7 separate regions of the Mus musculus genome follow, and all the other regions are linked to region 4. Evidence: chromatin contacts called from public Hi-C and HiChIP or PLAC-seq data. All regions are on one chromosome and are shown on one strand. The core of a region is the stretch at or near the end of the contact, and the rest is flanking DNA. Distances in the headings are between cores, read along the strand shown.

Region 1 (2,700 bases), core at 187-2,686, 430 kb after region 4:
AATAGGCACCTGGTAGGTAATTCATGCAGGCTAGATTCTTCCCATGTCTGTCAGTTTCTCAATTCTTTAGATCAGCTGAGCCAAAGCAGGAGGTGGAAACTTAAAGGCTAGGTGCAAGAGATGTGCAGTGGGGGATATGGAGCTGTGGCAAAGGGTTGCTGGAGCTAACAGCTGTTATTAAGCTGAGTTTCCAGAGGTGACAGAGCAGAATAGGGCCACAGTTTGGGGGGAAATGGAGCTAGGGGATTGGCCTCTACTTTCTACCTTTGGGCAGAGGATAACAACATTCTCAGGCCTCCCTATTTGCATATAGTGGCCCTGAGAAGAGCCGGTCTGACAAGCATGCTGGTTGAGCAAGACCTGACTGACCTTTTACTAAGTAGCTGGTAGCCACTGCAGCCTGAGTTAGGAGCTCCCTTCTCACTATATAGATGAGCTTCAGGGGTCCATTGCTTTCCCTGAGACAAGAGTGAGCTTGATAATTACCTCACTAGGCACAGATGCCTAGACATGCTAGAAGCTTTCAATCCCAGAAACTTTAAGCTCTTCCTCAGAGGGCTTTCTTGAATGTCTTGACCTCTAGTACCAAGAGTCATTATTTATTCCCAGCACTGGGGGAGAAGATTAAAACAGGGAAGAAATCCATTCATTCATGGTGCCTTTGCTATCTGGGAGTTATTTGCTTCTGTTGTTATTGACGTTGATTTTCCCCTGACATCAGCACTCATTTATGCAGTGTGCAGTCAGCTACATTCTAATGATCCATTTCTAGAACCACATTTCCCTCACTAGAGCTTGGGTACCTAGTGGGTGCTCAGAGTATATAGCCTGAATGGGTAAGCCAGGGAAGACAAGAAGTATTGGAATCATCAAACCGCAGGTGCGAATGAATGTATTGAACCAAGTTTAAGAGAACATGGCAATATCCCCTAAGGGTTTGCTGTGTGCTCATACCTTATGTGTCATCACTCCTATCAGGCAAAGACAGGCTCCCATTATACAGATGTGAAACCTAGGCTTAGAGGGATCACATGCCTTGTTTAAGCTCTGTCTGGTCGTCAGCCAGTGTTGGATCTCACGCTGTTTGGCTCCTGATCTTGCTCACCTCCTGCCTGACTTTCACACTGTGGAATGATCAGACCACTTCTCAGGATTCTTTTTGGCTCCTGGCCAGTGCTTGAAGGTGCACAGCATGTTTGGATCCCTTCTGCCCCATTGAATCTTGTCACCAATGCAGTGCTTTTGGTGGTGATTGTGTAAAGGGGAAAAGGTAGAAGAAGGTGACCCCCTTTTAGCCTTTGATCTCCTGAAGTTTCTTGGCAGAAGTAAACATCAGCCTCAAGTGGCTGGGGAGAGGCCCAGTGGAACAGCCTCTTCCGCCTTCTCATCTGCTCCAGCCCTCAAGGGCTGTCACATCACACATCACTCTGAGAGGACGTTTTTTCTGAAGCTCTGAGTTGGTGACTCACTCTGGGGGAGGTTTTCAGTGGCATTCAGTGTCTGTTGACTTACCAAACAAAGTGCTTTTCTGGGTTTGTGGTGACATTAACCATGATGGTGGTGCTTCATTTCAGGGGCATGCTCAAGGGTGGCCGTAGAAGAGGGGGTGGCAAGAGGAAACTGGACTGTCCTAATTGGCAGCAGGCAGATAACACAGAAAGCACTATGATGGTCCTGGCAAGGAGCCTTTGAGTTGTGTTCTTCAAAGTGGTTAGAAAGTACCAAAACTGGGGTGTAGGGGCTAGGAAGCAGAGTGCTCTTATGCGCAGATTCCTTTCTCCCTAGGAGCAAAGACTAGGGGTCTGGAAGAGGATAGGAAGGCCTTTTTTCTCCTCACCTGTAACTGTGGCTGAGAAACTGGTGGCAGGAGACCCTGTGGTTATATTTCCACTAAATAATATTCTCCTTCTCCCAGCTGAGATAAAGGCTGGATCCAGTGCTGAGAAGATGTCCCTTTGTCAGGAACAAGCTGCACCACACTTTGGGACACTTGTCCTAGTTGGACAAAATGTATTAAACTGTAAGGGATCAGGGTGAGCCATTCTTATTTTTCCAGCAGATGGTAGAGTCCACAGAAAGATGAGGGAGTGTTTTTCTGAAGCTCTCTCCCAGCCGTCTGACAAGCTAAGCAAATTATTATTTTACAACCCAGAAAGTAAATCAGGGAATGCTTCTTTATCTAGCTGGCGCTGAGAGAAATAGTGAGTGGTGCAGTGTGTGAATTGCAGTTGAGAGCTGCTGGTGCTTTTGACGTGAGTGTTCACACCAGATACAGGCCACTGTGCCTGCAGAAACCTCAGACCTCAGGGCTTCGCTATGGGGAGGGAGGTGTGGTGAGCGCTTGGCCACAGGAGGCAGGCATTTGGGAACATCCATATGTTGTGTCATCAGGATGACTATCTGTCAGTTATTTTGTCTATAACATTGCTTTGACAGCTGATTGGATTGTTTGTGCTACTTTATTTTTTTATAGAAGAGCAACACTTGGCTTAACTTGGGAAGTACACAGTTCTGTGCTTGTCTGGGTGTCAACAGGAATAATTACCACTGAGCCAGCAGAGAAACAAACATAGACAAACTGGGAATTTGTCAAAAACTGGAATCAAAGAAGGTGAAACTGACCTATCTGAAAGGGAGTACGAGCTACTGATGTAGTTATGAGACCATCTGAGTTCAGTGGATCTCCTGCTTGCAGACGTT
Region 2 (2,747 bases), core at 87-2,586, 270 kb before region 4:
CCAGTCTTTGAGATGATTTATTTCCCCAGGCAGGAAATGGGGGCCCAGGCTGTCTCCCAAGCCTTTGGGGCTGGTCCTAGGGAAGGCAGGGATCTGGCAGAGGCCAGGCAGTGACCAAAATAGCCAGGTCGGTGGCCCTGCTGAGCACACGCCTCCCTTGCCGCCAGGCTACAGCCTAGGTTGAGGCTTTGGGACTGTAGGATCTGTTCCTGAGACTGGTTCCTTGTGTGGCTTCCCCAGTGGGAGCAGACCAGAACCTCCCACCCAAAAGAGGAACCCATAAAGTGAAGGGGAGCAGTCTAGAGGAAGATGTGTTCAGCTGGTGCTACCCATTGCCCCTGGCTGTCGTTTCGGGCCTCAGCCCTGCTACTCAAGCCTGGGAGCGACTGTCACACCTGCGTGCCACACCCAGGCAGCACCTGGAGCCATACCGCCCTTTTACCTCTCCTAAATACTACGAAGAACCAAAGATGTCCATTGGGCCCACTGGGCACAAGGGATGGCCTCTCGGGTACAGCTAGAAGACACTAGACTTGCCCCCAACCACAGATCCAGGGATCCAGGCACATTCGGGCACACACACGTGCACACGGCCAGGGTTCCGGAGACACAGCCACACGTACAGGTTCACATAGGCAAGATGTGTGTGTGTGTGTGTGTGTGTGTGTGTGTGTGTGTATCAGAAGACAGAGCCACACGGCCACACTACACTCAGGTAAGGCAGCCCCGGACATAGCCCTGGTCATATCACACACCCCGGGGCGCACATGTACACGGCTGCCTAGGGTGGAGAAACAGCCACTCTCAGAAACAGAGACATCCAGGGACAAGGAGGCACCCCGTGGGACACACACACACACACACACACACACACACACACACACACACCTGCCGCCGCACCAGCAGCCCCAGCCCCTTCGCCAGGGAAACAATAACTCCCTCTCCAGCAGAGCTGAACAGGAGACCCTCAGTCCCTCCCTCAGGGGTGAAGGGGATGAAAGAGCGCGGGGAGGCCAGACCCGCAGGGACCCGGTGAGGTGGCGGAGCGCGGCCCGGGGAGGGGGCTGCAGTCGCGGCCCACACGCCCTGGGTACCTGGGTGGCTAAGCCCACAGCGGATGGCCCGGGGCTGGCGAGGCTGGCGGGACTGGCGGCGATCGCGGCGTTGGCGGCTGGGCACGGGAGCTCGGCAGCAACCAGGTCCCGGAGCACGACGCTGGCGGCGGCGCGGAGGAAGCGGTAATTTATAAGCGGCTTCTCCCTGACCTCGCGTGTCTGTTGTCTGAACAGGCAGCTCTCCGCATCACCCATCCTGCTGGGTGGAAAAATACCAGCTTGGCCGGGCCTGGGCGGGGCCTAGGGAGGGGCCTGGTCTGTCGGCCACGCCCACACACGGGGCGCGCGCGCGCGCGCGCACACACACACACACACACACACACACACACACACACGCACGCACGCGCGCACGAGCTCGGACACACAAAGAGCCGGAGCTCGCCTCGTCGAGCGCGCGCACCCATCCTCATGCTCCATCCAAACGCTGGTGGCTAATGGCACTGCTCAGGCCTCTCATGCAGGCGATGAGGAGTTAGAGACCCAGACCCCTGGCTCATCTCCTGTCCTGATATTACCACACCACAACGCTCTCTAACACACCCACCTAGGTCTGTGGACGAGGCCTGTGGCTGCCGCAGCAGCTAGATCCCTACCAGAATCTGCTCCTCCCCCATTGCCCCGAGTCCTCTCAGGGCCAGTGTGCAGCTCTGCAAGCCTGGCTGAGCTGCCGTGGAAGTGATAATGGAGGCCAAGTCCCCCACCCCCACCCCCACCCCCACCCCTGGCCCACATGAGGCTGTGTTTTCGAAGCGCCCCGACTTCGTCGTGGCTGTGTGACATCAGGCAAGTTCCCCAGACCTTCTGTGTCTTAGTTTCCTCATCTGTAAAACGGAAATAAAAATAGTGGAACTCATCACTTCTGGCTGCTGGGAGGGTCCAAGGTTAACAGTGTAAAGAGTCTGAACAGGACACCAGGCACCTAGGAAGTGCCAAACGAGTGTCAGCAAATGTGACTATTTTTAAATGGAGATGGGGAGTGTGCCATTATTCTTGTCCTTATTTGAATGAGCATGTCCTCCATCTGATTGTACACACCCACAGCCTGGCTGAGCCTGAGGTGGCGCTGTGTGACCTTCAGTAAGGCCTTCCCCCTCTCTGCTTGCCCACTTCCTTTTCTTTCTTCTCCACTCTCTCTGCACATAAGTGTCAATTATGTAGCATGGCTATCCTGTCTCTTAAACTGGGAATGGTAGCCCCAGACCTGACCAGCCTGAATCCATTGTCCTAGGCTGGCATAAGACACCAAGAAGCAAAATAAGGTGGTGGTGTGACTCAAGCCTTTAATCCCAGCGCTGGGAGGCAGAGACAGGCAGATCTCTGAGTTCAAGGCCAATCTGGTTTACAGAGTGAGTTCCACTAAGGCTGCACAGAGAAAACCCGTCTTAAAAAAAAAAAATCCAGACTCACATTTCATTACCCACAGCACAAAGGGCTGAGACCAGGGGGTAGGTCAGAGAGTAGGAAAGTGGCTGTTTTGAACCCAGAGCAGACTTCAGGAAGCCCAGAGCCTTTGGGCAGACAGAAGGGTGGGGGTGGGGAACAGAGGAAGCAAGGGCTGTAAGGCTGCAAAAGCCTGCAGGCATGGTGTCACAGGACTCTACAAAGAGTCAGGGCAGGGGAGGCCACAGAGGC
Region 3 (2,700 bases), core at 70-2,569, 470 kb before region 4:
GAGGAGGAGGAGGAGGAGGAGGAGGAGGAAGAGGAGGATTTTAACTTTGTAAATGTATCAATTACCTAGCTATATATCTTTCTATTCTACAACTACATCTGAATCACAAAATGACCAATCAATTCCGGGACTTCGTTTGTGTTATAATTATTAAAAACATTATCCTCCAGACAAGTTAACTTTGGTTTGGTTTTTAAAGACAGGGTCTCACTGTGTAGCTCTGGCTATACTGGAACTATGTAGCTCAGGCTGGCCTCTGACTTACAGTGGCCTCTGTCCACTTGTCTCTGACACTTATGTGCTAAAGTTAAGCGCATGCGCATATACTTCCTGATTAATTCAGTTTGCAAGCACTGAATCCAAGCAAACATGATTACTAAGACCAATTTTTCTATATTAAAAAACAAATTCCAACAAAAAATTTGATACATTAGATGTTTTGAACAATCAGAAAAGGCACCATTTTGCAGTCAATCAAACTGAGCCTGGCTTCTCACACAACAAATCTGTGTGTACATTGAGGAAAACGGGATTCACCTTTGGGTGTCAACTTCATTATCCATTAAGAGTGACAATTAATACCACCTACACTCAAAAGCACTTCTGAGGACTCGATGGCAGCACACATATGAAGCACGGACACAAAATGTGTACAGTGTTTACAAGTTTTCTGCTGAGAGTGGTTAAGTTAGCAAAACTCCTTACATCCTGTCAGACCTTACTGGCCCGGGTACCCCATCCCACAAGGCACTAGCTAACTTGTCTGGATCCTGCTGGGGGGGACCCTGGGAGCCCTGGGAAGACAAATCATATCCCAGTGCTCGAGAAGGGCTTTGGACTAGTGGAGAACCCAGGAAGGGCTCGTCCTCCAAGTCCCTGCGGACAGAGAGCCGGCTGTGGCGGCGGCTGACCCGCAGGATGCGCCCTGAGATCCCTGGGAGGATGGCGTCCGAGACCCGCCTGGGTTCGAGGGGAACGGAGCCCAGGCGCCTGGCGGAGCCGAGTTCAGGATCCTGTGAGTAAGGAAGCTGAGGAGGGTCTCTGCGGGGAAAGGGTCGGTCAGGATCCTTGTCAGATGGGCAGTCCAGGCCCCTGACTTGCGTGGGACAACAACTAGGTCACCATTCTCGACTGAGACAGGCGGAGGGAACGCGGAGCACGGAGCTAAGCCACACTTGTACTCACCGAGGAGGCTGTAACGTCCAAAGGCTTTTTCTTTCGGTCCATCGTCCCGCCAAGGCGTCCAGTCCCAAGACGCAGCCTCCCTGTGGCCTCAGTCAGACCCTACGAGTCCGCCACCCCCACCCGGCAGCAGAACCGGAAGTGTCTTTGATAGGGACGCTGAGTTTGCGTCATTTTGCGACTTGGATTTACGACCTCGGCGCCATCTTGAAAGCGTCAGTATGAGGTCCCTAGTCGCTACGTCGTCATTTTGAGAAGGTCAGAGGGTTGGAATTGATCGCAATTGGCCATCTTGAAGAGAGCAGAAAGTGAGGTGAAAATGACTAGTATTGTCGCCGTCTAGAGAAGGAAGGAAGATAGCTTTCATTGCAACACACACTATATTGACTGGAGAGTCTTAGATGATGGAAAAGAATAGCAGCGTATGAAGAGAGCTAAGTAAACTCCTGTCTCCAACATGAAAACAAAAGGAATTTAATGAAACTGGTAGTGGTGGGAATTATTGTTTAAGAATGGGCTATGAGAAACACTCGTTTTATGTTGGTTTTTTTTTTTTGGTGTTTTGTGATTTGTTTTGTTGGTTTTGTTTGTTGTTTTGCTTTTTAGGCTTTTTTTTTTTTTTTTTTTGAGATGGGGTCTTACTGTACAGCCACCTGGCCTCAAACTCTCTATGTAGACTTGGCTAGCCTCAAATTTGCAACAGCCCTCCTGCCTCTGCCCCCTAAATGCTAGGATTACATGTGTGAGCCACTATGCCCAACAGAATATTTGAATTTTAACTATTCATTCATACATTCATTTGGGGGTCACTGGGTACTCCTGGCTGCCTGGAACTTGCTTTGTAGACCATGCTAGCCTTGTACTCAAAGATACCTGCTTACCTCTTCCTCCCTTATGCTGGGATTGAAGCTGTGTGCCACCACAACCAGCCCCCAGAATACTCTAATTTTGAAATTACTATTTGAATTGCTAAAGAATTAAAAGAATTTTGACCTGGGATTTAGGACAAAATTTCCAACAATTTCTGAAATGGCCCTAAACATGAATTTGCTGTATCTTTGCAAAGCAGTGTTCTCCACATTGATGATGATAAAGTCAAAACAATCAACTCTGAAAAGCACTGAAGATGCTCTGTGACCTACAGTATCAAATGTTTAGCCAATATTTAATTCCTTTTGTTGAAACAAGCACATTCATGTCATTAGGATACAAATTGTTTTTCATCTTTAATAAATGGTGAATATATATATATATATATATATATATATATATACATATACATATGTGTGTGTGTGTGTGTGCGCCAAATTGTTTTAAAGTAATTTTTAAAGTATCCATATATACCTCAAGTCATGAAAATAATACTGGGTAAAAAGAAGTTGTAAGTGAAATAATTTTAAGATATCCTCCCCCCCCCCCGCCCCCTGCAGTTGGGAGGCAGATGCAGGCGAATTTCTGAGTTCAAGGCCAGCCTGATCTACAGCATAAGTTCCAGGACAGCCAGGGCTACACAGAGAA
Region 4 (2,700 bases), core at 185-2,684:
AGTGTCCAATTCCCTTCCCAGCCCCCATCAGTGTCTCCATGGGACACCCAGAGATACACACACACACAAATGAGTTACCTGCTTTATTCTCCAGGGTCTCCATTGGACTCCAAACTCTTCTAGGAATACAGTCCCCCTCTCTTCCCTCCACATCACTGGCTTTCTTTCTCTTCATCCTTGCTCCTCCTTCACCCACTCCTAGCTTCTACCATAATGGGCCCAAATCCTGTGATCTGCTGCGGACAGCCCAGCCACTTCCTCAGAGCTAAAACAAACATTTTAGTGCACAGAACCCTCTTTCCCATTGCCCGGTCCCCGGTCCTGTGACCTTCTCACCAGCCGGTGCCATCTGAAGCTATGCATGTGCTTACTGGACAGGGCTCCTGTACGTATCCATTTACCATCATCTGCACCTGTCAATGAGGAAGCTATCACAGGCTTGCCCAGAGGCAAGGAAGGCGCGCACAGAGAACTCCTTGCAATGGAGATTGGTTGAACAATGTAGTGGCCATATTCTGAAAGCGCCCCCCCCCCAGGCTGTACCCAGACCAAGGTCTCCCGTGTTCCTTGAATCCACGGTTGTCAGCATGGCTGGCGCCAGTAGCCCGTGGACGCATGCGTGAACAGCGGCTGTACATGAAGGTATGCATGAAGAACTGCAGTCTGGAAGGCTAAGCAGGCCTGGAGTGGAGAGAAGAGTAGGGGTCACTAGAGTTGGGGCTACCTTGTTCCAATCTGGCTATTCACCTGTTAGTGACTTTGAGTTTGACTTCACCTCCTCAGTTTCTCCAACTGAAACTTGGGCTGCGTGTCTCTGATCAGAAAGACAAAAGGCCAGAATGCACCACCTGCCGCACCCAGCAGGTGTCGCCGTGAGAGCGCTCTGAGCTTTCACCTGCGCGTGTTCTCAGGTTCTGCTACTGGTCATTGGGCTCCAGTCCAATTCCAAGTCTCCACCGGTAGCAAGATTCCGGAGGATCCTGTCACGTCTCGCCTTAGGTGCAATCAGCCCCTCGCACAGACGAGGGTGAGGAGAGAATGTGTGGGGTAGTAGTTCTGCAGGAGTCTCCACCCCAGTTCCCTGTTTCTGGCCCGTGTGACAGAGCTCTAACAAGGCGTGAGGGTTCTGAAATGAGCCTATATCCTCTACACCCAGAGGATGGCCCTTGGGCACCTGCTGGTCTCAACCTGCGAGTTAGCGAAGGATGCTAGGCAGGCAGGATTCCACCGCCCTCCACCCCCAACTCCGCTCCACGCCCCCGCCTCCCACCGCCGCGAGCTCGGAGGAGCGCCGCGGGAGCGCGCTCGGGGCAGACATCCTCGACCCGCGGGCGCTTGGGCGCGGGGCGGGCGCTCCGGGAGGCGGGCGGGGGAAGGGCGGAGAGGGAGGGGCGGGGGCGGGAGGCAGCAGCGCCCCGCAGTCCCCGCGCCTCAAACACTTGCCGCGATCGCTGGCGCGCAGCGGCGCCCCTTGTTGCGCTTGTTCTCCCCTCCTCTGGCTCCGCGGCTCCCGCGCTCTGGGACAGTCTCCAGTGCCTAGCGCGGACCGACGCACCGACGGACCGCCCAGGGAGCCTCGGCCCGCGCCCCCTGCGCAGGCTATGTGGATTGCCCCGCCGGGCCCGGCTGGCGGGATCAGCACAGCCCGGCCCGTGGCACCCGCCACCAGCGGGGACTATGACCCGGAAAGCGCGGCGCTGCCTGGGCCACCTCTTTCTCAGCCTGGGCATAGTCTACCTCCGGATCGGGTAAGCACCGCGCGCGTTCTTTCCGCGCGTGCGACGGAGGCAAAGTTGACTGGGCCCGGGAGGGAGGCGCGCTGCCCAACTTAGCTCAGGAGAGGCAGTGGGAGGTGCAGGAACCCTGAGGGCACAAAGGCTCCCCGTGAGCGGACAACCCAGGGGCGCACGCAATTCCACAGACTCGGGCAGGGGATCGGCCATCCCAAGGATCTCAGAGTCAGGGATACCTCCAGAAACAGACAGTTAAGTGTTTCTGGAAGCGAATATCTGCTCTATGGGGTCCCCAGGAACCGCCCCACCCCCCGCCCCTGCGCGCAAGCCACAAGCACAGTAGATCCGGCAGGACCACAGCCACCCCTAGAGAGCTCAATTCCCAGCAGGAATTCTACGCGCGATATTGTGAGCGCAGCCCTTTTGCAGACAGGGCTACTCATGTAGCAAACGTGGGCCCAGGACTGGGGGTGTTCCCTGGCAAAAGCATAAACCACCTTTCAGAGCTCTGGCACCGCCTCATTTCCAGCGGCCCTCAGACCCCCTTCCCAAGCTAGGAGGACAGCACATTTAACAATCAGAACCAAATAGTACGACCAGAGATAGTTAATGGCTAGTCGGAGACACCAAGGAGAGACGCTCTCTAGCCGCCACCCAAAGAAAGCAAGACAGCCGACCCTGGGGTCGCTGGGGTGGGAGCCAAAGAACCCAGGCGTCAGGAGGTGGGGCAGGAGACACTCTAACTGGAAAGTGGAAGCAGGTGGCTTCTTGCGCTGCGTTGCGCGGCCTCTCTTTGTACTTAGGAAGTGACTTGTGTGCAGCACGGTTTTGGGGACGTGGGGGGCTTTAATCATAGACAGAGGTCCTAGCGCCAAAGGGCTACCTTGGGAGGCTTCACACCTGCCTCTCTCTATACACCCCTACTACCTGTGAACCTCCTGTCGCTGCCTTGGGAAGAACTGGACCC
Region 5 (2,700 bases), core at 165-2,664, 330 kb before region 4:
TCACCAGCACCTGGCAGGGTCAGTCCACGGACCAGCAGCACCAGAAGCATGGCAAACGGGAAAGTAGCGGTGAAGTAGACAACCTGTTGTCGAGAAGGCATCGGGTAGACTTGTGAGTGTCCTTGCTGCAATGAAGTGTGGGCCATCCTCTTCTCTCAGAGGCACGTGCTTGCCCTGGGTGCAGCAAGGACCCTAGAGACATATTGGTCTCACTTGCCGTGCCGTCTTTAGTGTGTTGTGCGACCCCTGAGCCTCTGCCACTTTCCTTAAATATGACATAAGGGTCTCTCTTATAGATTTAAAAAAAAATCCTGTGGATAATTCACATAGCCCATTCAGGCTCAGAATTTAACAAAGCAGGCAAGACAGAAAGCATGCCCACCCTTTGAAGAGATTATGCAAAAATACAAACATACAGACTGAGTCAACTATCAGGGACCCTAGGCAACGACTCAGCCCGTGGTCACATGGCACTCAGCACATATCGGCTAGCATGACAACTATCAGTATAACACAGGGGTCGGTGGGGGGGTTGGGAGTAAAGAAAGGGCTCGAGAGATGACACGTGGCTGAGAGGACTGGCTGCTTTTGCAAAGGACCCAAGATTGATTCCCAGCATCCACGTGGCAGCTTAGACCCAGTTGAAATTCCAGTTGCAAAGGACCTGACATCTCTGGTCATCTCTGACACCAGGCACACATAATATTTAGGCAACATACCTACACATATTTAAAAAAAAAAAAAAAAGACAGAAGCAGGTATAGGTGCACATCTGTAATCCTAGCACCCAGGAGGCTGAGGCAGATGTGTTCAAGGCCTGCCTGGGGATACAGAGTGAGACAAGGGGTCAGCTCCAACTCTGAGATGCAGGCCATGTTGGTCACTCTCTCTGGGTTTCTTCTCATATACAATGAGGACAAGAGTCACAGCAGCCCTTATCCAGGGGAAGATGGGTGAGCATCGGCACGGTCAGAGCCCAGCCGATGACTGTCAAGACATACAGCCTGCTTGACAGTGACTTGAGAGGTAGGCAGGAACTTCCCTAAGGTCATGCCCAGAATGGGAAAGACCCAGCAGGTTCCCAGCTTACAGGAGACCCATGGGGTCACGCTGTGTGGCTAGGGTTGGGATGAGGAAGAGATGGGTAATAATGCCCTTTGCCTGGTCCTATGAGCTGTTTAGCCACCCCACTGCAGGGTAGTTGGCCTTTACCATGGGTAGAAGGCCTGAGGGAGGCCATACTTTCTAGGAGGTCAAGCCCCTTGGAGAGGAACTCAAGCACAATGGCTGGTACTATCACTACCCTTCCCCACTTTTAGGGGAGAGACGTGGACTAGATAGGCTTAGGTTCCCAGCTCTGAGGCTAAGATAAGGAGATGGACTGGCCCAGAGGGTCAGCTGGAGTTTACCGCTCATCTATCCTACCTCCCAGTTGGCAACTGTGGCTGCCGCTTCCAGGGGGAACTCTGATCTCACCCTCTACCGAGGTCTTCAGGGAGTGTTTGGAAACAGCCCAGAAGGTGGTGGCAGGGCTTAAAGGAGGGCCCTCTCCTGCCTGCTACCCCTCCCCTGGATGCCTTTTTTCTTTCTCTGGGCCTCTGTGTCCCCAGCCACCCTCGCTTCTTTTCCCGTGATGGTCTGACAGACACCCGGGACAAAGGCCAATCAGGAAGCCACTAAAAGTATAAAAGAAAGAAAATCCTCCTGTCCCCTCCCTTCCTGTGGCTAGGCAGGCAGGCACCCCTGGCCAGGTCCCCTCTCTGAGGCCCTGCAAAGCCACACCCAAACTGGTAAACAATGACCATAGAAAGGCACGCCACGGGGTTCCCCAGAGGGCTACAAACACTTCAGAGTCAGTGGACTGTGGCCAGAAGCACTGGTGGGCTCACTGGGGTGGGGAGGGCTCCCTGGCTTGCCTCTTCAATAAGCCTACTATGTGCTATGAACTTACTTAATACTTACCATACCTGGATGAGCCATTACAACATGTCCCTTCCCTTGTGAGCAAACAGGCCATACCAGCCGTCATGTCACCTGTCTGGAGTCCCCAGTTAGAAGTAGGTGTTCAGAGGTAGGATCTAATCTAGGCCAAGTACTTTTGGGGCTCCCCTATCTTTGGGAGTGTTACTGTTGCTGCCACCTCCCCATCACACCTACCCAGCCGTCTCTCTAGAAAAAGCTACCCTTGTTTTGTAGCCTTTGCTACTCCTTGGATGAGCCCGAGAACCATTCTCTCAACTTTTCCGTGACTGTCCCTCGGGATCCTCTAGGGAGAGGCTGGTGCCAGGCGCCACCTTGGGCCCCTGACTGTGGCCCAGTAGGCCTTGCTGTGGGACGTGGTATTTTTCCACTCCTGTTGCTGATCCTTCAGAACAGGGCCAGAGGCCTTGTGGAAAATGGAGGCTTAGGGGGCACCTCATCCCTGGTCCTCTGGAGGTTAGTGGGTTTGCAAGAGGGACCTGGCTTCCGGTCTCCTGCTACTTAGCTTTACTTGGGAGCAGATGGCCTGACCAGCAAGCTCATTCGATTACATTACACCAGGGGAAACTGAGGCTGAGCAAGGTAAGAGGTTTTGTAAAGTCATTCCATTTATAATGGACAGAGCTGGGTCCAAACCCAGAACTAGCCCTGTCTGCCCCATTCTGCTTTGTTTCTGACAAAACAGGCTGTCCTGGAGTGTGACCACAGACCCAGCCACAC
Region 6 (2,715 bases), core at 181-2,680, 340 kb after region 4:
CTGGAGTTGTGAGTTGCCTAAATGTGTGCTGAATATTGAACTCAGGTCCTCTGCACTCTTATTCCCTAAGCCACCTCTCCAGCCCCCAATCATCAGTCTTCCCGTGCTCTCTGTCGCGGTACGTGAGCATGGGGGTATGTGAGCATGGGGGTATGCCTGCCACTGGTCTGAGAGCAGCCTCAGGCCAGCTGACATGGAAGCCTCTGGGGATTCTCCTGTCTTCCATCATGCCATAGGAATGCTGGGATTGCAAACACATGCTACTGCTTTGTGTTGGTGCTGGGTTTTGAACACCCTTTGGACACCTTTGAACATCCTCATCCTTACCCAGCAAGTGCTTTACACACTGACCCATCCGTGACATGTTTTCTAGCATATGAAGTTTAGGTTCTTAAAGCAGTGGAAGTCATAGCAGACCATGAGCTAGCTTCTCACCTGACTTGCTCAGCCCTCTCTAAAGTGGGGATGCCAGTAGTCCTTGTTCCTAGGGTTGTTGAGAGATGAGATGAGGGAAATTGGTCATGAGATGCCTAAGCAAGACCAGAGCTCTTTCACCGCAGAGTCTGGTGTCGCTTTTCCTTTCTGGGAAATTGAACTCCTATCCAGCAGGTGTCTTCAAACAAAAGTACTGTGTTCTCTGCCCAGAGAGTGAAGATGGTGGGTTTCCCAGAACCTGTGATTTCCTGGGAATTGTTCTGTGACCTGGGCTCTTGTTGGGAAAGTCATTTTTACACAAATTTAGACCGAGGGGGGAGCACAGAGAGTGGTCAGGATTAGAATCATTCTTTGCGATGGTAAGCTGAGCATCCAAAAACCCATAGAAGACCATCAGGTCCAACTTTTTTGGTAATACAGTGAGAACCCCACTGGGCCCAGATGTAGAGAAGAGCTTGCTCACTTCGGGGGGGAGGGGGATGGTCAGGTGTTCACCACTGCTAGCATTCTTCAAGCTGCTGTCTTGACAGCAGGTCCCAAGAGTCAGGGCTGGAGACGGCCGTCTTGGTGTGCAGCATTTCACACTTTCATCTTACCTGCTTTTCTCATCTCTTTCTCATACAGAACTCTCAATGCCTTCTGATCAATATGAGCTGCAGCTCCAGAACAGCATCCCAGATCCTCAGGGAGACCCCGCCCGTCCTGTGGCCATCCTGACACAGGACACATCAAGAGTCACTGCCATGCAGATGGGACAGAGCAACCTGGTCCTGGGCCACAGGAATATCCTCCGCTCTGGCACCGTGTCGTGCTGACTGCTTTGAAGCCAAGTTGTTTTTCTCCCTTAAAGCCAGCCAGGACTAAAAATAGCACTGTTTCCCCATCTGTCTGAAAATCAGAAAGAGCCTAAATAGCAACCCGCTGAGTGGAATTGCTCACCTCTGTAGATGACTCACAGAGACTCCCAGAGCCAGGAGTCTGGCGGAGGCATACGTCACTCCAGGCCTCTGGAAGCTTCCCAGGAACCACAGTCCCTCCCCTCAGAGGGGGCCTGGCAGAAGCTGTGTGAGTACTGTGCGAACACTGGCACATAGGTTGTTGAAAACCCAAGATGGATTGTATGCCCTGGGGTCCCTGGTGTCCCTTGCAGAGACTCGGCTTTGTAGGGCAGATGGTACAGTAAGGGTCTTGACTCACCAACATCTTCGCTCTAAGATGTAGATCTTCGGCCTAATCTAGGGGTTCCTCACCCACTTCTTAGTTCATATGGTATCTGTGTGATGCTCAAACCGTGTGCATCAGGCAGAAAGCCCTGGCTGCTTTACCCTTTGTATCTTATGTTTTATACCTTAATTAAGAATTCAGGTATCCGTATGCAAGGAGCTTCTAGGCTCCCCAACAGCACCATCTATGTGGTTGAAGCCGGATACCTAGGTAAGTCTGGCCCCCTGGGGTTTCCTACACATTGATTGCCTGTGATTCCATCATTTGAGAGATCAAAGAGTAAAAGCAAGACCTGAGATTCAGCTCAGCAGTATATGTCTTAGCTCATATGAGAATAGTCAATCCCTTGGACCTGTCAGCAAAAGCAAACCCACCTAACTGCAGAGGTACAGTAGCTCTCACACTGACCACATCCTCCGCCATGCTCACGGCCATCAGTCCTCAGCCCTGGCAGCATGCAGACCTGAGTGCTGCTCTGCACCTGTCAAGGTTGGGGACCCTGTGCCTAGCTGGTCATCTTTAGGTTGATGTGAGAGTTGGCAGTACCTTGGCAGGGAAGAAGGAGGCATCAGAGAGAGGAGGGAACCACCTGTAGCAGTAAATGACCCTGAAGCCCAGGTGGATCTGGGAGCTGCAATGATAGCCAGCGCGGAGACCTTTGGGGCATGTGTGTCATGGGAGTCACCATGGTAGTGTTTTCTTTAGTCTGAGGCAGCTCACCTAAGGAGCTCACAGCCAGAGTTCAGTCTGGAGAGCAGTGGCCAGATGGGCAGCAGTACCCTTAATTAAGATCCTCTTGTCAGGGAGCTTGTGAACCTCTGGTGGTGCAGCACCCAGCTAACAGGCACCAACCCCCGTATGCCTCAAGGACCCTTTGTGTCTCGGCAGCATCCTTTGCCTGATTGGCCTGGGGTGAGACTTAGCTCCACAGTAGAGGTTGGTACAAACAGGTGGCAACAGTGTGGTAGGAGCAAACACCAGGGCAGAGGAAAGACTTCGGGAGGTTCATGGGAGGCAGGTGCTGTGTCAGACTGATTTTCTGTGGTGGGAAGGGCA
Region 7 (2,700 bases), core at 132-2,631, 400 kb after region 4:
GATCCAGGCCCCGAACCCTAGATTTCACAGCTTGTGTCAGAGCAAAAGAGACAGTTAGAGCTGAGCCCCAGGGACAGATGTGCCAGGGGACAAGAGTGTCACACAGACTCAGATATTAGTCTTGACTCCTCAGAGGCATCCATCCCCAGCAGGCTGTGGGATGGGAGGAGTTGGTAGAGACAGTGTTGTCTGAGCAGGGGAATTCCAGAAAAGACAGGCAGGGCTACCACTGAGAGGTCAGGTTGGGATGGGAGGATGGAGACTCTACACTGTCCTCATGAGAGATACTCCCACAGAGAAAGATAGGAAAGCCCACTCCTTTCAGTAATCTATTTGTCTGTGATGACCTAAGGTCTTAGTCACCCTCTACAGTTCCTGGGGTACCTTTCTCTAAGAGTCTTCTGGAATTGTGCAGTGCCCAGTAGCCCTTTGTCTCCTGACTCCCATTTGGCTTGTGTAAGAGGCCCTTGAGCTAGTGTTTGCTCATCTTAGTGTTAGAGGACAGCTTTATGGCCAGAAGTGCACGCACACCCACACACACACACACACACACACACACACACACACACACACACACACACACGCACGCACGCACGCACGCACGCACACACGCACACGCACACGCACGCACACACACCCTGTTATCAAAGCCTCTTCCTGTTGTCTCTGGTCTTCAAGGCAGGACTCCTGAGTATCCTAGCATGCTGGGTGGTAGCTGTCCTCATGGCTTTGGCTTGATGCACAGCTATTCTGCTACAGTCCTTTCTGACTCTTCCTCCCAGTGTTTGTTGAAGTTACCATAGGGTCTTAGTGACAAAGTTCCTTTCACTTGCCTCCAGGTCCTTGTTACAATAGCATTGTGCTCAAGAGTCTGGTTCTTCCATCCTCTTGGCTCCGTGGAGAGATAACAGGATGTGTCATGTGACCCACCCCAGACTACTGACTGAGCTCAGGAAGGTCAGAGGTCATGTTCCAGGCTAAGTGGATATAAATATTTATGAACCCTACACATCCCAGTAAATCTCATCCACACCCTCCACAGGATTAGCCCAGTCTAGCTCATAAGGTATTCATTGGAGACAGAAGGCTGCTGGGTACAGAAGCACAGGTTGGGCAGTGTACTTTCCCGTGCCTCCCCTGCCCCTGTCAGTTTCTGCTGTCCTAGGTATAAGCCCCTGGCATGCCATGGGCACACACTGAGGAGTATAGTGGGGATATTGGCTATTTATTCCTTCATGCTCACGTCCCTTTCCTCCCCAGATCTTGCCTCATCTCCGGCTGCTTTCAACACACTGCCTTCTGGTCGCAAAGCCAGCCCTCCCTCGGGGCTCTGGAGCCCAGCCTATGCCTCTCACTAGGCAATGTGCAGGGCTGGTATTACTACACAGCTGAACTGACACCTGGACAGAAGGGTCACTGTCATTTTCACACCGGGGTGAAACCACGCCTGGGCCCTAGGCCATCCTCACTGCCCTGGCCGTGCTGAATCACTGCCTGATTCACACAAGCAAGGGATTTTAATTTGTTTGCTTTTAAATCTCTTTCCCAGTCTTGAGGGTCAGGGCTTCCTGGTTCCCTCCTTCTCATGTGGTGTGCAGGGTTTGGGGGTGCTGCTTAATCTTGTATTTGTTCTGCTCGAGGAAGCTCGCTTCCCTGTTCATGGCTTTTGAGTATTGGAAGCTGTTTCTACATCATCTACAGATAATGTCACTGTAGTGATCTCAGGGAAAGGATTTTCTCATGACTCCTGGGGTTTTTGTGGTGCTTGGAATAGAACCCAGGGTTTCATACCTGCTTGGCAATTGCTTGTCCATTGGCACATGTGCACACCAGCCCTTTATTGTGGGTTTTTTTTGTTATTGTTGTTGTTGTTTTTTGTTTTTTGTTTTTTTTTTCATGAAAACTCACTCTTCTCCTTATCCTACTGCTGCTAGGAAATGTGGGGGACAAGCAGATGTGGATGTCCCCTAGGGGACACCATGCCCAGAGCCCTGTGCTGACTGAGCCTTCTTACTGTGATAGTTACTGAGCCTCAGCAGAGTGGCCCTCCCTTCAGAGCCCCGGGAGGACTTCGGTCTTGTTTCAGCAGAAGGGCTTCTGTCACCAGGGTTGGAGTACCTCTCGCTCTCCCTGAGGCAGCTTGGGAATAGCCACAGCATCATCGGCCCTGCCCTGCAGCCACTGGCAGGGATCTTCTGATCTCTGGGTTTGTTCTGAGATGCTGCTGTGACTTGTGGAGCAGAGAGACCCAGGGTCATCTGCTCATCTGCCTTGGAGGACACAGAATGCAGTACCTCAGTGGATCTGAGCCACCCTATTGGCCCTCCTCTCCCCCTCCTCTGCCACCAGCACTCGCCTCGCTAGCCCAGGAGCGAAGAGGATGCCTTGGGAATACGACGCATCTTCACGTCCAAGCTCAGGGTCATGGCCTCTGTTTCAGGTCCAGGTGCTGTGGTGCTGTCAGAATGAGCCAGAGACTCACCTCCAAGTGGACGTGTATGGGCACCACGTCACCAAGAGTTGTTTGCCTTTGAAGGTCATGTGTGATCCTTTGAGGCTGAGCCATAGGATGGACTTTCTGGACGTGAGGATAGAGTCTTTGTGCCCAGCCAGCCACTCAATCTCCCCCGAGAGCTGTTAATGGAGTCTTCCCTGCATTTGTTTAATAAAGTTCTGTGTAGTTTCTTAAGGATGCGGTGG

What was found. A called contact is a pair of places that touch in the nucleus more often than the background predicts. HiChIP or PLAC-seq counts read pairs in DNA pulled down with a chosen protein or histone mark.
Region 1: an HNF4G HiChIP or PLAC-seq map of pancreatic cancer cells shows a contact between it and region 4. The contact joins the enhancer-like site here to the promoter of Wnt7a in region 4. A contact is called at or near these places in 7 of 39 promoter capture datasets (the 3T3-L1 cell line, frontonasal cranial neural crest, hippocampal neurons and 3 more), 3 of 484 Hi-C or Micro-C datasets (all in embryonic stem cells) and 3 of 115 datasets of contacts at active chromatin or transcription factors (astrocytes, embryonic hindbrain and pancreatic cancer cells).
Region 2: a contact with region 4 is called in an HNF4G HiChIP or PLAC-seq map of pancreatic cancer cells. The contact joins the promoter of Slc6a6 here to the promoter of Wnt7a in region 4. A contact is called at or near these places in 2 of 115 datasets of contacts at active chromatin or transcription factors (embryonic stem cells and pancreatic cancer cells).
Region 3: a FOXA1 HiChIP or PLAC-seq map of pancreatic cancer cells shows a contact between it and region 4. The contact joins the promoter of Ccdc174 here to the promoter of Wnt7a in region 4. A contact is called at or near these places in 1 of 39 promoter capture datasets (liver) and 3 of 115 datasets of contacts at active chromatin or transcription factors (bone marrow-derived macrophages, embryonic stem cells and pancreatic cancer cells).
Region 5: a contact with region 4 is called in an HNF4G HiChIP or PLAC-seq map of pancreatic cancer cells. The contact joins the enhancer-like site here to the promoter of Wnt7a in region 4. A contact is called at or near these places in 2 of 39 promoter capture datasets (pre-B cells and stem cell-derived epiblast-like cells), 3 of 484 Hi-C or Micro-C datasets (B cells, embryonic stem cells and palatal mesenchyme), 1 of 115 datasets of contacts at active chromatin or transcription factors (pancreatic cancer cells) and 1 of 9 other capture datasets (liver).
Region 6: a contact with region 4 is called in a Hi-C map of cerebral cortex, with 4 times the contacts expected there. The contact joins the enhancer-like site here to the promoter of Wnt7a in region 4. A contact is called at or near these places in 2 of 39 promoter capture datasets (hippocampal neurons and liver), 7 of 484 Hi-C or Micro-C datasets (cerebellar granule neurons, cerebellum, cerebral cortex and 4 more) and 4 of 115 datasets of contacts at active chromatin or transcription factors (astrocytes, forebrain, neural tube and 1 more).
Region 7: an HNF4G HiChIP or PLAC-seq map of pancreatic cancer cells shows a contact between it and region 4. The contact joins the enhancer-like site here to the promoter of Wnt7a in region 4. A contact is called at or near these places in 4 of 39 promoter capture datasets (the 3T3-L1 cell line, embryonic stem cells, liver and 1 more) and 2 of 115 datasets of contacts at active chromatin or transcription factors (double positive thymocytes and pancreatic cancer cells).

Annotation. Positions count from the first base shown.
Region 1 is chr6:90,983,052-90,985,751 of GRCm38.p6, reverse strand. It overlaps a transcript of Iqsec1 not described here. Among named protein-coding and RNA genes, the nearest start is that of Gm38860, 26 kb to the left of the region's middle. Within about 2 kb of position 1,436, at least 27 of the 459 cell types and tissues checked have an H3K27ac peak or open chromatin away from gene starts, as enhancers often do. A contact at or near this core is called in hippocampal neurons and pancreatic cancer cells, where this site is marked.
Region 2 is chr6:91,682,656-91,685,402 of GRCm38.p6, reverse strand. Slc6a6 (solute carrier family 6 (neurotransmitter transporter, taurine), member 6) reads right to left here and starts at 1,336. Exons shown (of 15, transcript NM_009320.4): 1 at 1,095-1,336.
Region 3 is chr6:91,876,672-91,879,371 of GRCm38.p6, reverse strand. Ccdc174 (coiled-coil domain containing 174) reads right to left here and starts at 1,319. Exons shown (of 11, transcript NM_172730.2): 1 at 1,186-1,319. The coding sequence starts at 1,227.
Region 4 is chr6:91,410,087-91,412,786 of GRCm38.p6, reverse strand. Wnt7a (wingless-type MMTV integration site family, member 7A) reads left to right here and starts at 1,434. Exons shown (of 4, transcript NM_009527.4): 1 at 1,434-1,748. The coding sequence starts at 1,678. Gm30437 (a long non-coding RNA gene) reads right to left here and starts at 1,459. Exons shown (of 2, transcript XR_377869.4): 1 at 776-1,459; 2 at 71-681.
Region 5 is chr6:91,737,260-91,739,959 of GRCm38.p6, reverse strand. Slc6a6 (solute carrier family 6 (neurotransmitter transporter, taurine), member 6) reads right to left here. Exons shown (of 15, transcript NM_009320.4): 7 at 1-83. Among named protein-coding and RNA genes, the nearest start is that of Gm44981, 17 kb to the right of the region's middle. Within about 2 kb of position 1,414, at least 44 of the 459 cell types and tissues checked have an H3K27ac peak or open chromatin away from gene starts, as enhancers often do. A contact at or near this core is called in B cells and pancreatic cancer cells, where this site is marked.
Region 6 is chr6:91,075,061-91,077,775 of GRCm38.p6, reverse strand. It overlaps Nup210 (nucleoporin 210), which reads left to right. Exons shown (of 40, transcript NM_018815.2): 7 at 1,060-1,218; 8 at 1,801-1,869. Among named protein-coding and RNA genes, the nearest start is that of Nup210, 40 kb to the left of the region's middle. Within about 2 kb of position 1,430, at least 99 of the 459 cell types and tissues checked have an H3K27ac peak or open chromatin away from gene starts, as enhancers often do. A contact at or near this core is called in cerebral cortex, forebrain, hippocampal neurons and 1 more, where this site is marked.
Region 7 is chr6:91,013,057-91,015,756 of GRCm38.p6, reverse strand. It overlaps Nup210 (nucleoporin 210), which reads left to right. Exons shown (of 40, transcript NM_018815.2): 40 at 1,261-2,690. The coding sequence ends at 1,358. Among named protein-coding and RNA genes, the nearest start is that of Gm38860, 4.4 kb to the right of the region's middle. Within about 2 kb of position 1,381, at least 39 of the 459 cell types and tissues checked have an H3K27ac peak or open chromatin away from gene starts, as enhancers often do. A contact at or near this core is called in pancreatic cancer cells, where this site is marked.